2 separate regions of the Bombyx mori genome follow, and region 1 is linked to region 2. The links are chromatin contacts, called in public Hi-C maps. All regions are on one chromosome and are shown on one strand. Each heading gives the region's core, a stretch centred on a gene start, on an enhancer-like site or on the middle of the called end of the contact. The rest is flanking DNA. Distances are from core to core; before and after follow the strand shown. Region 1 overlaps LOC101738783 (protein GDAP2 homolog). Region 2 overlaps LOC101738783 (protein GDAP2 homolog).

The links. Hi-C and Micro-C count contacts between places; a contact is called where the count stands out from the background.
Region 1: a Hi-C map of whole pupa shows a contact between it and region 2, with 7 times the contacts expected there. The contact joins two enhancer-like sites. A contact is called at or near these places in 2 of 7 Hi-C or Micro-C datasets (both in whole pupa).

The regions. Positions count from the first base shown.
Region 1 is chr9:1,551,311-1,557,358 of ASM3026992v2, forward strand. LOC101738783 (protein GDAP2 homolog) reads right to left here. Exons shown (of 12, transcript XM_062670001.1): 3 at 2,902-3,064; 4 at 1,105-1,247; 5 at 581-713. The coding sequence starts at 3,047. Among protein-coding and RNA genes, the nearest start is that of LOC101738783, 43 kb to the right of the region's middle. Within about 2 kb of position 2,966, at least 3 of the 8 cell types and tissues checked have open chromatin away from gene starts, as enhancers often do.
Region 2 is chr9:1,491,498-1,497,801 of ASM3026992v2, forward strand. LOC101738783 (protein GDAP2 homolog) reads right to left here. Exons shown (of 12, transcript XM_062670001.1): 9 at 5,410-5,563; 10 at 3,943-4,082; 11 at 3,458-3,512. Among protein-coding and RNA genes, the nearest start is that of LOC101738647, 12 kb to the left of the region's middle. Within about 2 kb of position 4,009, at least 3 of the 8 cell types and tissues checked have open chromatin away from gene starts, as enhancers often do.

The sequences.
Region 1 (6,048 bases), core at 1,716-4,215, 59 kb after region 2:
AAATGTGAACATTTACCGGTAAAAGTGTATATTTCCCAAGAGTGTACATTAACCGTAACACATACACTGCGGCCGTCAACCGAGCTCGTGCGGATAGGCAATGCCGCCCTGTGTGTTTCTGTCGCCGAATAGCGATACATTCCAGCATGGGGAGGGGGTCTTGTCAGCCGTAACACAACAGACTTAACTGACTCGGTGGTGCAATAGTCAGTGACCCTGACTGTTACGCTAAGGGTCACAGGATTCCCACATTCCTTGTAGACAAACGAGCATATGATCCACCTGATGGTGAGTGGTTACCATCGTCCATGGACTTCACCAATGCCAGGGGCAGAGCCAAGCCACTGTCTACCGTTCTTTTTAAATACCATAGCGAGTGGGTTTCGAGAACATACCACCTAAAGCAAACTATTGTTGGTTAATTTGACGGCACGTGGCGGTGTTTCACATTAAATACAAGTCATTCTAAATAATGTAATGAAAATTTAGGATTATTTAAAAAAAAAAAATCCCAAGCGTATCATCAGTACGGGCTCAGAAACAGTTTGGAGTTTCATTGAGTATTGAACATCGCACGTACTTGTAGCAGTTGTGCAGCGAGCTCTCGGCCGCGGTGTGGTACTTCAACACGTACTTCGGGCAGACCGTGTGGATGACGTGCCGGCACTGCAGACCGAACCCCGGCGTCACCACCACCTCGCCGGTGCGGCACTCTGGAAACACACATCTCCAGTTAGGATACGTGACTGGCTCATATCGGCTCATAGACATCCACTGCTGGATCTCCTTTCAAGAATTTAACGTATCTAGACACTTCCATCAGCACGCATTATATAATTTTAGTGGTGGTAGGACCTCTTGTGAGTCCACACGGGTAGATACCACCACCCTGCCTATTTCTGCCGTGCAGCAGTAATGCGTTTCGGTTCGAAGGGCGGGGCAGCCGTTGTAACTATACTTGAGACCTTAGAACTTATATCTCAAGGTGGGTGGCGCATTCGCGTCGTAGATGTCTATGGGCTCCAATAACCACTTAACACCAGGTGGGCTGTAAGCTCGTCGAGACATCTAAGAAATAAAAAAAATATAAAAAAAATTGCATACCATGTGCCCGGAGTATGATCTCTTCTTTCAGATCCGGACCAGCCACTTGCATGATGCGGTCGCTGACTTCATTGCTCTCCGTCAGCGTCTCGTCCGTGGTGTTGGTAATTGCGTCCACTCTCAAGCTTGTTATGTCGCCTTGCCTGGAAACGAGAAAGGGCATATATTTAGACCATCACAATAAAGGTACTTTTATTTTTACTGGTGGTAAAGTTAATATTACTGGTGGTAGTATTATTACTGGTAGTAGGACCTCTTGTGAGCCCGCGCGGGTAGGTACCACCACCCTGCCTATTTCTGCCGTGAAGCAGTAATGCGTTTCGATTTGAAGGGTGGGACAGCCGTTGTAACTATACTGAGAGGACAATGTTGTAAAGCTGTTAAACAAAAAATTAATGTACTAACACCACGGTTACAATAAACAGTCATATACGTAGTTAAATTATTCCCCCAAGAGATAAAAATAAAAGATAGTCAAAGTAGCGGGAGTCCCACCCGGCTAAGAAAGTAAGGTGATGGATGAAAGAAAGAAATAGTATGAGGCATGTCAGTGCGAGAAGCATACAAGCGAGAAATGGTATGAATGTGTTACATGGAATAATAAGGTCCTGCCGAGGCTATGGGCGGGGAAAGGCGTAAAAAAAAAAACTATACTGAGATCTTAGAACTTATATTTCAAAGTGGGTAGCGCATTTACGTTGTAGATGTCTATGGGCTCCAGTAACCACTTAACACCAGGTGGGCTTTGCGCTCGTCCACCAATCTAAACAATAAAAAAAATTACAAACTCGAAACTGAATTGTTGATGAAGAAAAAGTTGCAGCACCCTTTAATGCATAGAAAATCTGGTAGGAATTGAAATCTGTCTCACTTTATAGACGTTATCTTACAGTGAACTTCTTCGAGTTCGACTCGGCGTTGCGTGGCAGAATGGTCATTCAAAAGAATATGTGTGATATATCAGGGCTGATTTATTAGTTGATCACTCTTTAAGCGATTAATGGTACAACTTAGACTAGTTTATAGCAGACAGTCATAAAAGGCATTATCATCAAAAGCCCCAACTCGATGCCAAGTGGACAATGGTTCCTCCCGTTGACGTGGCACTGGGCTCCTACTCATCCAGTTCTTGCAGGCTATTTTCGATGTGGCCGTGACCATATTTACATACTACACCTCAAGGATTAGTCATTGCACTAAAACGGCATTAGGTAATGATCTGCTTTAGGTCATTGTGCAGTGAGAGTATCGCGGGAGTGGATAACATTAACAAGAGACATAGAAGAGTTTGTCTTTTTTTTCCTACCTATGCTGATAGCCTTGAGAGGCTATTTCAGCTTCACCCTAACGTGTGTAGGTGAGCTCACGGGGCTCAAACTGGAGTGTTGCTAACACTGACCCTAGCAAGAGCAGTGCTTCGCAGTATCTACCAGCGGATCGGAAACGCGACGCACTGAGAAGTTCCGGGGAGAAACTCAGTGGGCTGTGTCTATAAGAGTTTCTGTCCAAGCGATAAAAAGAACTGCGTTCCTCACTCAGATTTTGGGCGGTTTAACCCTCAGACACAGCCCACTGCGTTTCTCGCCGGATCTTCTCAGTGGGACGCGTTTCCGATCCGATGGTAGATTCTGAAAAACACGGCTCTTACTAGGGTTCGTGTTAGCAACGTCATCAGGTTTGAGCCGCGTGAGCTCACCTACTAGTTAAGGCGACGCTGATATAGCCTCACAAGGCTATCAGCTTAGGTAGGAAAAAACAAAAGGGCGGTTAAGCTGGTGTGCATCGGACTTTACTGACCATATCGCGAGGCGGTCGTTGATCGCGTCGTCGTGCAGGAACACGGGCTGGGCGTGCAGCGGGGTGCAGTTGGAGTAGTCGGCGGGGGGAGGGGCCACCGTCTGCGACCAGCGCGGCACCGACCAGCACTCGCCCGGCGCGCGCATCCCGCACACCGAACTATCTGGAAATATTAAAGTATTAATTTACACGAGGATGAAATAAATAAAAAAACGCATCATTAAACGGAGAAATATAATTGGATTTCCAGTTTTGAAGTCGTCGTGGCCTAAAGGATAAGACGTCCGGTGCATTCGTGTTGAGCGTTGCACCGATGTTCGAATCCCAGGCGGGTACCAATTTTTCTAATGAAATATTATACGTAATCAACAAATCTTCATTATTTACTTCCACGGTGAAGGAATAACATCGTGTAATAAAAATCAAGCCCGCAAAAATTATAATATAATTTGCGTAATCACTGGTGGTAGGACCTCTTGTGAGTCCGCACGGGTAGGTAACACCACCCTGTCTATTTCTGCCGTGAAGCAGTAATGCGTTTCGGTTTGAAGGGTGGGGCAGCCATTGTAACTATACTTGAGACCTTAGAACTTATATCTCAAGGTGAGTGGCGCATTTACGTTGTAGATGTCTATGGGCTCCAGTAACCACTTAACACCAGGTGGGCTGTGAGCTCGTCCACCCATCTATGCAATAAAAAAGAAAAGAAAAGGTGGGCGAGCAAAGACTCAGCCAGGAGGGATGGGATTTTGCTAACAGCTGCTCGAGCGCGAATACACCTTGCTTGTCCGCCTAACACGAACATCGGCATTGTGACTTCGCTTGATCCAAACACACCCGGCGTCTTATCTTATAAATTATACATAAAAATGATGAATAAAGTTCATCAATCGTAAGAGCTTAACGTTGGCCTTAGCGCATAATATTCAAATATCAATAACCTCTTGATCGTCCGCGACCATGGAAACCATGAAAAACTCAAAATTTTGGATTTAATAAATAGTACTTTTAATTTTGGCGTAATTCTGACCGCGATGTTTGTTAAATTAACCTGTCAAATAATAAAGGAAGGTTACACAGGTAACAAGCAAAAGTGAACTCTCTATAGACACAAGCCCACTAAGTTTCTTGCCGGATCTTCTCAGTGGGTCGCGATTCCAATCCGGCGGTAGATTCTGTGAAGCACTGCTCTTGCTAGGGCTAGTGTTAGCAAATTATTTTAGGTTGAGCCCGTGAGCTCACCTGTCCATCCGTACGTAGCTGGAGTAGCTCCTTAGGCTACCAGCGAATAGGTAGGAAAAAAACGAGTATAATCTACCTATATATATATATAAAAATGAATTGCTGTTCGTTAGTCTCGCTAAAACTCGAGAACGGCTGGACCGAATTGGCTAATTTTGGTCTTGAATTATTTGTGGAAGTTCAGAGAAGGTTTAAAAGGTAGATCAATATGAAAAAGCTCGGAATTAAATAAAAATAACAATTTTGTTTTCCCTTTGATGTGTCCCCCGTCGGACGGATTCCTTTTGTTTGTTTTAAGTTTATTTTATACAGTTTAGGTCTTTTATTTATCGATTGAGGCACTACGAAGTCTGCTGGGTCAGCTAGTACTATATATATATATTGATTAAAGGATCGTGGTTGGAGAATTCGCGACCACTGAAGCTTACCGCCACCAACATAACATGCATATGATAGCAGTTGAGGATGGGAAAGACATTTTGCAAGAGCTAATCTAGAGGCAGTCTATAGAGAGTAACGCAATAACTGAATAATTTGTTACTGATGAATTATCCAGGTTTAAAATCTTAAAGATGATGTAAGAAAACGGTTCTTGCAGAAACGAAATAATAAATATGTTTATGTAAAAAATTATTTGTTAGAATGATTGTAATTTGTTCACTTGCAATAGAGTTTATAAATGATTTGTTGTTATTCTGTCCCATTGTTTTGCAACTGTGCGGTTGAATTGACAATAATAAAAATGTGAAAAGTTTCGAAACATCAGGCAGGGTATTTCGCAATGCACTACTACCAATCATATTATCCGATGAACAATACTAATGATTTATAATAGCGTTTCAGTATTCAATGATCCGGTCATCGTCGAACCCGTCACCTGCGACGAAGGGCTCGGCAACTAAACTAAACCACAGACACAGCCCACTGAGTTTCTCGCAGGATCTTCTCAGTGGGGCTCGTTTCCGATTCGGTGGTAGATCATGCGAAGCACTGCTCTTGCTAGGGCCAGTGTTAGCAATTTCGACAGGTTTGAGCCCCGTGAGCTCACCTATTCGTCTGGTAAAGCTAATCTAGCCTCTTAACGCTATCAGCATAGGTAGGAACAAAAAAAATCCAATGATTGATCCAAATCATCCAGATGAGTGAAACTGTCCAACTTTATATGTATATTTCACACAATTAATATTGTTTTTAATGTATTAATTACCTGTTTACTTTGATATTGCCACTGCTGATGAGGCGTTCATTAATTCTTTCGTAGCTATTTCGATACTCGATAAATTCGATAATAAAAAAAACAAGTAATTTTCAATCTCGCAAGCTTCGCTGTCAATTTTAATTTAGCATTTATTTATTCACTCTGACCTTTGTTTGTTTATAAATAAGGTTGACATTCAAGGTCATCACACAATGCACGAGTTCGTCTACATTTAAGCTACATTAATTATTTACAGTACGGCGCGTTGGAGTTCTCTTAGCAACCCTGCAAACCTGAGATACACAAATGAGAGCGGTACCTGTCAACTGAATATTGTATTTCATTCGGAACCTTACCTAACCTTACTGCAGGGAATGAATAATATGTCAGATGGTGGGCGGACGTGGTCTGTGGGGTTTTGTTTACGAAGAGTGTCGTTTAGAACAATCAGAACCGCGGATTAGGACTCTAAAACCCTGCGTAAACTGTTTAAAGATTATTTGTTTTTAAAATGATTCAAGTTTTAGTCCAAAAAACGAGGCTTGTGGTTAAGCGGTAGGCAGCGGCTCGGCTCTGCCCCTGGCATTCCTGAAGTCCATGGGCAACGGTAACCACTCACCATCCGGTGCGCCGTATGCTCGTCTGCCTACAGGGGCAATAAAAAAAAGAAAAGTGTAAGGAACATAAAGTATGGATTAGGATTTAGT
Region 2 (6,304 bases), core at 2,759-5,258:
GATTTCGCCTTGTCCTACGGCCTCTCACAACTGGTGACACAGCCCACCCGTGTCCCAGACATTGAGGGGCACGAGCCTTCTTTGTTGGACCTTCTGCTGACCACTCACCCAGCTGGATACAGTGTGGTGGTCGACGCTCCACTTGGATCGTCTGATCACTGCCTTATCCGTGCTTCCATACCACTCTCTCGTCCTAGTCGTCGAACGACGACCGGGTTTCGAAGAGTTTGGCGGTACAGGTCAGCAGACTGGGATGGAATGCGTGAATTTTACGCATCCTACCCATGGGGGCGGCTCTGCTTTTCCTCCGATGATCCTGACATCTGTGCGGACCGACTTAAAGACGTGGTGCTTCAGGGAATGGAATTATTCATTCCTTCTTCTGAGGTGCCCGTTGGGGGTCGCAGCAAACCCTGGTATAATAAAGCCAGTAGGGATGCTGCACGCCTCAAGCGGTCTGCATACGTGGCATTTAATGTTGCTAGGAGATGCCGGGATCCTGATATCTCGGAGAAAAGGCGGAAATTTAACGCCGCCTCTAGGTCCTATAAGAGGGCTATTGCCAAGGCGAAGTCGGAGCACGTTGCCAGAATTGGCGAGCGACTGAATAGCTATCCCTCTGGGAGCCGTGCTTTCTGGTCGCTAGCTAAGGCTGCAGAAGGTAACTTCTGCAGGTCTAGCCTTCCACCACTGCGTAAGTCCAATGACAGTCTGGCTCATAGTGCGAAGGAGAAGGCTGACCTTCTGGTCAAGCTCTTTGCCTCATACTCGACTTTGGATGACGGGGGAGCCACACCGCCCAACATCTCCCGGTGTGACAGCTCCATGCCTGAGATTCGCATCACACAGCGTGCGGTCAGGCAGGAGCTTCGGTTTCTTGATGTCCATAAGTCGAGTGGGCCAGATTGCATCCCCGCAGTGGTTCTAAAAACATGCGCCCCTGAATTGACACCCGCGCTAACGCGTCTATATCGCCTCTCGTACAATACCAACAGGGTTCCGTCTTCATGGAAGACTGCTCATGTCCACCCTATCCCCAAGAAGGGTGACCGGTCGGACCCCTCGAATTACAGACCTATCGCGATAACTTCCTTGCTTTCCAAGGTGATGGAGCGAATCATAAACATCCAACTTCTTAAGTATCTTGAGGATTGCCAGCTGATCAGTGACCGGCAGTACGGTTTCCGTCATGGTCGCTCAGCTGGCGATCTTCTTGTATACCTCACACATAAATGGGCTGAAGCCTTGGAAAGCAAGGGCGAGGCTCTCGCTGTGAGCCTTGACATTGCGAAGGCCTTCGACAGGGTCTGGCATAGGGCACTTCTATCGAAGCTTCCAGCATACGGGATCCCTGAGGGACTCTGCAAGTGGATCGCTAGCTTTTTGGATGGACGGAGCATCGCAGTTGTAGTCGACGGCTGCTGCTCCGATACCATGACCATCAACGCTGGTGTTCCACAAGGTTCGGTGCTCTCCCCCACGCTTTTCATACTGCATATCAATGACATGCTATCTATTGATGGCATGCATTGCTGTGCGGATGATAGCACGGGGGATGCGCGATATATCGGCCATCAGAGTCTCTCTCGAAGCGTTGTACACGAGAGGCGATTAAAACTTGTGTCTGAAGTGGAGAACTCTCTGGGGCGGGTCTCCAAGTGGGGTGAACTGAATTCAGTTCAGTTCAACCCATTGAAGACACAGGTTTGCGCGTTCACTGCGAAGAAGGACCCTTTTGTCATGGCGCCGGAATTTCAAGGAGTATCCCTGCAGCTTTCCGCGAGTATCGGGATTCTGGGGGTCGATATTTCGAGCGATGTCCAGTTTCGGAGTCATTTGGAAGGTAAAGCCAAATTGGCCTCTAAAATGTTGGGAGTTCTCAACAGAGCGAAGCGGTATTTCACGCCTGGACAGAGACTTGCGCTTTATAAAGCGCAGGTCCGACCTCGCGTGGAGTACTGCTCTCACCTCTGGGCCGGGGCTCCCAAATACCAGCTACTTCCATTTGACTCCATACAGAAACGGGCTGTTCGGATGGTCGATAGTCCTGCTCTCGCGGATCGCTTGGAACCTCTGGGTCTACGGAGGGACTTCGGTTCTCTCTGTGTTTTATACCGCATGGTCCATGGGGAATGCTCTGAGGAATTATTCGAGATGATTCCCTCATCTCCTTTTTATCATCGCACCTCCCGCCATCGGAGCAGAGTTCATCCATATTATCTGGAACCGCTGCGTTCATCGACAGTGCGTTTCCAAAGATCTTTTTTGCCACGTACCATCCGGCTTTGGAATGAACTCCCCTCCACGGTGTTTTCCGAGCGCTGTGACATGTCCTTCTTCAAACGAGGCTTGCGGAGAGTCCTTTATGGTAGGCAGCGGCTTGGCTCTGCCCCTGGCATTGCTGACGTCCATGAGCGACGGTGACCACTTACCATCAGGTGGGCCGTATGCTCGTCTGCCTACAAAGGCAATAAAAAAAAAAAAAAAAAAAAAAACGTTGTCAATATCTATGGGGTCCACTAGCCATGTCCAGTAACCATTTAAACCTAGGTGGGCCATTCAATAATATCCGAACGGACTGTAGTGGCTCTTTCGTATTTTTTGAGAATAAACAAAGCAGATCGGACCTCAAAACGGGACCACTAGTTCACTTGTCTCAAATTATTTTTATTAAAATCACTTCTTTTTTTTTAATATGCAGGCAGACGAGCATACGGCCCACCTGATGGTGAGTGGTTACCGTCGCTCATTGACGTCAGCAATGTCAGGGTCCGAGCCAAGCCACTGCCTACCGTCTAATACTCCACAAGCCTCGTTTGAAGTACAACATGTCATAGCGCTCGGGAAACACCCACCGTTCATGACCAATTGAGAAGTGTTAACAGTTGAGACTTCGAATCTACGTCATTGACCCCCCACTGGAAAGCATTACTGATGCCGCCGACCTATCGCCTTCGCCGTTATATTAGGCAGTCAGCGCAAAAATGGTCTAGCCACCCCCAACACAACCCACTGAGTTTCTCGCCGGATCTTCTCAGTGGGTTGCGTTTCCGATCCGGTGGTAGATTCTGCGAAGCATCACTCCGGTTTGTGCCCCCTGAGCTCACCTACTAGCTAAAGTTACGCTGAAATAGTCTCTCAAGGCTATCAGCTTAGGTAGGAAAAAAAAGTGGTCTAGCCCAAAATATTTTTTTATTCAAGCTTATATTATGTATAATGGAATTTATTTAAAATATAATAAATTTGGGTGCAAAACCGGCCTATCCATAGTTTCATCCATAGATAACAGATGGCTTTGTAAACATTAGGTATTTTGACGGGTATTGTTTTTTTGCATACTCAAATTAAAATTCATGGAAACTTAAACCTCATAGCTCCATAGTAACTATGGTAAGCTTAGCTTAGCCGGTTTTGCGTTGACGACCTCATATATATTCATATTAAATTTGAAACTCACCTTAGTCCAGAACGTAGGATGAACAATGTAGAAAGCTTTCAGATTCTTCTTGTATCTGTGAACGTAACATTAGGATTTTTACATTATGCAGTTTCGAAATACGGGACTGTCTGATTCGTTTCTTTGAAACATGAGTTCTAAGGTCTCAGTATAGTTACAACGGCTGCCCCACCCTTCAAACCGAAACGCATTACTGCTTCACGGCAGAAATAGGCAGGGTTGTGGTCGAAGGGTGCCCCGAGGAATTGTTTTTAATTCAATTCACGTAATCTCACTCTTCACGACCGGAGCAGAGCTCGTTCTCACTGTCTATGAACATTCGGTGAACTTATCAAACAGTTCTGACAGCTCTGTCAAGAGTAACCGGCTATGATGATGATTTATTTAAACAATTCTGTTTTTTTTTCAAAACAATTTAGAAACTAGCGTTAATAGGAAGACTGTTCGTCAACCAAGTGCAGAGAGGGCTATTAGAATCAACGTACTTGTAAGGCAGCACCGTGTACACCTCCTTGAGCCACGAAAAGGGCGGATGGTTCGCCGACGAGGCCAACGTGTGGAAGTACGCGATCACGTAGTCACCGCGCACGATCGGATCCAGGAGTTTGATCAGGTATAGGAGTGCCTGAAAAAAAATTAACCAACAATCAACATTTTGCGCTCAAAGGACCGAGTACCTGCGGTCTGAAATATATGCTTTGTTAGTTTAGGCCAAAGGTCGGGAAGGCCCGGCTCTTTAACCCCTTTTTTTCCTATCTAAGCTGATGAACTTGAGGGGCTATTTCAGCATAACCCTAACAAGTAAGTGAGCTCACGGGGCTGAAATCTAATGAAGTTGCTAACATTAACCTTAGCAAGAGTAGTGCTCCAATCTACCCCCGTATCACAAACGCGACCCACTGAGAAGATCCGGCAAGGAACTCAATGGGCTGTCTCTATGGGTTAAACTCCTCGGCTACGGCTCTTCAGAGAAAAGTTTAGTTTAGGCACGGAATATTACTTATTATCTCGCTTTGTAAGAGACGAGTAAACATTTTTGAAACACAAGCCTTTAAAAATATAATACGCTTAAAGAAAATGGCTCTTTGAATACTCTTAAATTTCAATTGTGTGTTATGTATATTTGTCTACTTTGGTTGAAAATGTTGCCACACCACTAGGAGTTTACACCAGACAATGAAACTGATTTTACGGTTTAATCTCACATTTATCATTTTCATTTTATTATTTAGAACGTTGCGAATAGTTTACAATTTTCGTCGGCGTAGGTAGACATCTAAGGTATCGTATTTATCGACATTCGAATATTGTGTTACTACAGTCTATTTTATCTGTATACACATATTTTTTATATTTCATTTCTTCGCACACAGAAATACTAAAAGTATCTTGAGGTTTCACAGTTTATTTGACTGGGCTTTACAGCTTCACGACAAGAGGATCGCAGATAACACTAATTAGGGTATTTTAAATGTCGGTAACAAGAAAATAAAAAATTATAAACGCAAGACTGAGCCGTAATGTATGTAGTTTAAAAAATTAAAAAAGACACGCTAAAATAAACGTTAAAACGCAGTTGAAATTTAATTTCATATTTTTATAACACTGTCAACACCAGTCAGGATATTAGAGCTAAGTTATAAAATTATTGTTTTTGTTTGTTTGTTTATGTGTTTGTTTAAATCTCACATAGGTTAACTCTTTTTAATAATTTACGAAACTATATTTTTCTATTAAAAACAAACAAGAAAAGAACAGAAAAACGAATTGATGGGAAAAATCGGTTAAATAAATTCAATTTTAGAAATGCATAGAAACGCGGGCCGCGTCTAGCTCATCCTTGCTCTAGTCTATTCTTTTACTAAGTCAGTTTATGTTCTAACAGCTTACCTTTTCCAAGCCTTACTCTAGTCTATTCTTTAGCTAGGTCAGTTTAGTTTCTAAGAGCTTACCTTTTCCAAGTCTATGTCCCCAATGGGGAACCATTTCCCGATGAAGACGACCACGGGCCGACCCAGTCGATCCACGCCGCTCTGATATAGACATCCGATCCCAGATACCTCGCTCAGGTCTTCGGACTTGGCACGCCGCAGCAGTCTTTCATATCTTTAAGAAAAATATATTTACGTGATAATTATTGTTGTTGTTTATACATATTATATAATTTGAAGTAGTTTCCTTTTATTCATCGACAGCTGAAAGGCTGTTTGTTTTATGCGACATTTTTGTAACATTTTTGTAATCAAACCCGCAAAATTATTATTTGCGTAATTACTGGTGGTAGGACCTGTTGTGAGTCCGCGCGGTTAGGTACCACCGTCCTGCCTATTTCTGCCGTGAAGCAGTAATGCGTTTCGGTTTGAAGGGTGGGGCAGCCGTTGTAACTATACTTGAGACCTAGAACATATATCTCAAGGTGGGTGACGCATTTACGTTGTAGATGTCTATGGGCTGCAGTAACCACTTAAGACCAGGTGGGCTGTGAGCTCGTCCACTCATCTAAGCAATAAAAAAAATCGTACAAGGTTACCAATCACGGCATACCTCACATCTCAACGTGGATGTTTTGATGTGGCTCCGACAAGTTCATATACCTATACCTTTCCTCATACAGTAAGACAATATTATAATAATAAACCAACAAACGAATCCGATTTGGATTAAAGCCAGCTGTGACGTATCAGAAATAATTCAAATATCTTTGTACCTACGTTTATAAATATACTATTGATTGGGGACACAAACTAATTTTAATTCTTAATGACGTTACCGCGAGCGTTCTACGCATTCCACGTATATAAATCTAATATATAAAATTCTCGTGTCACAATGTTCGTTCCCATACTC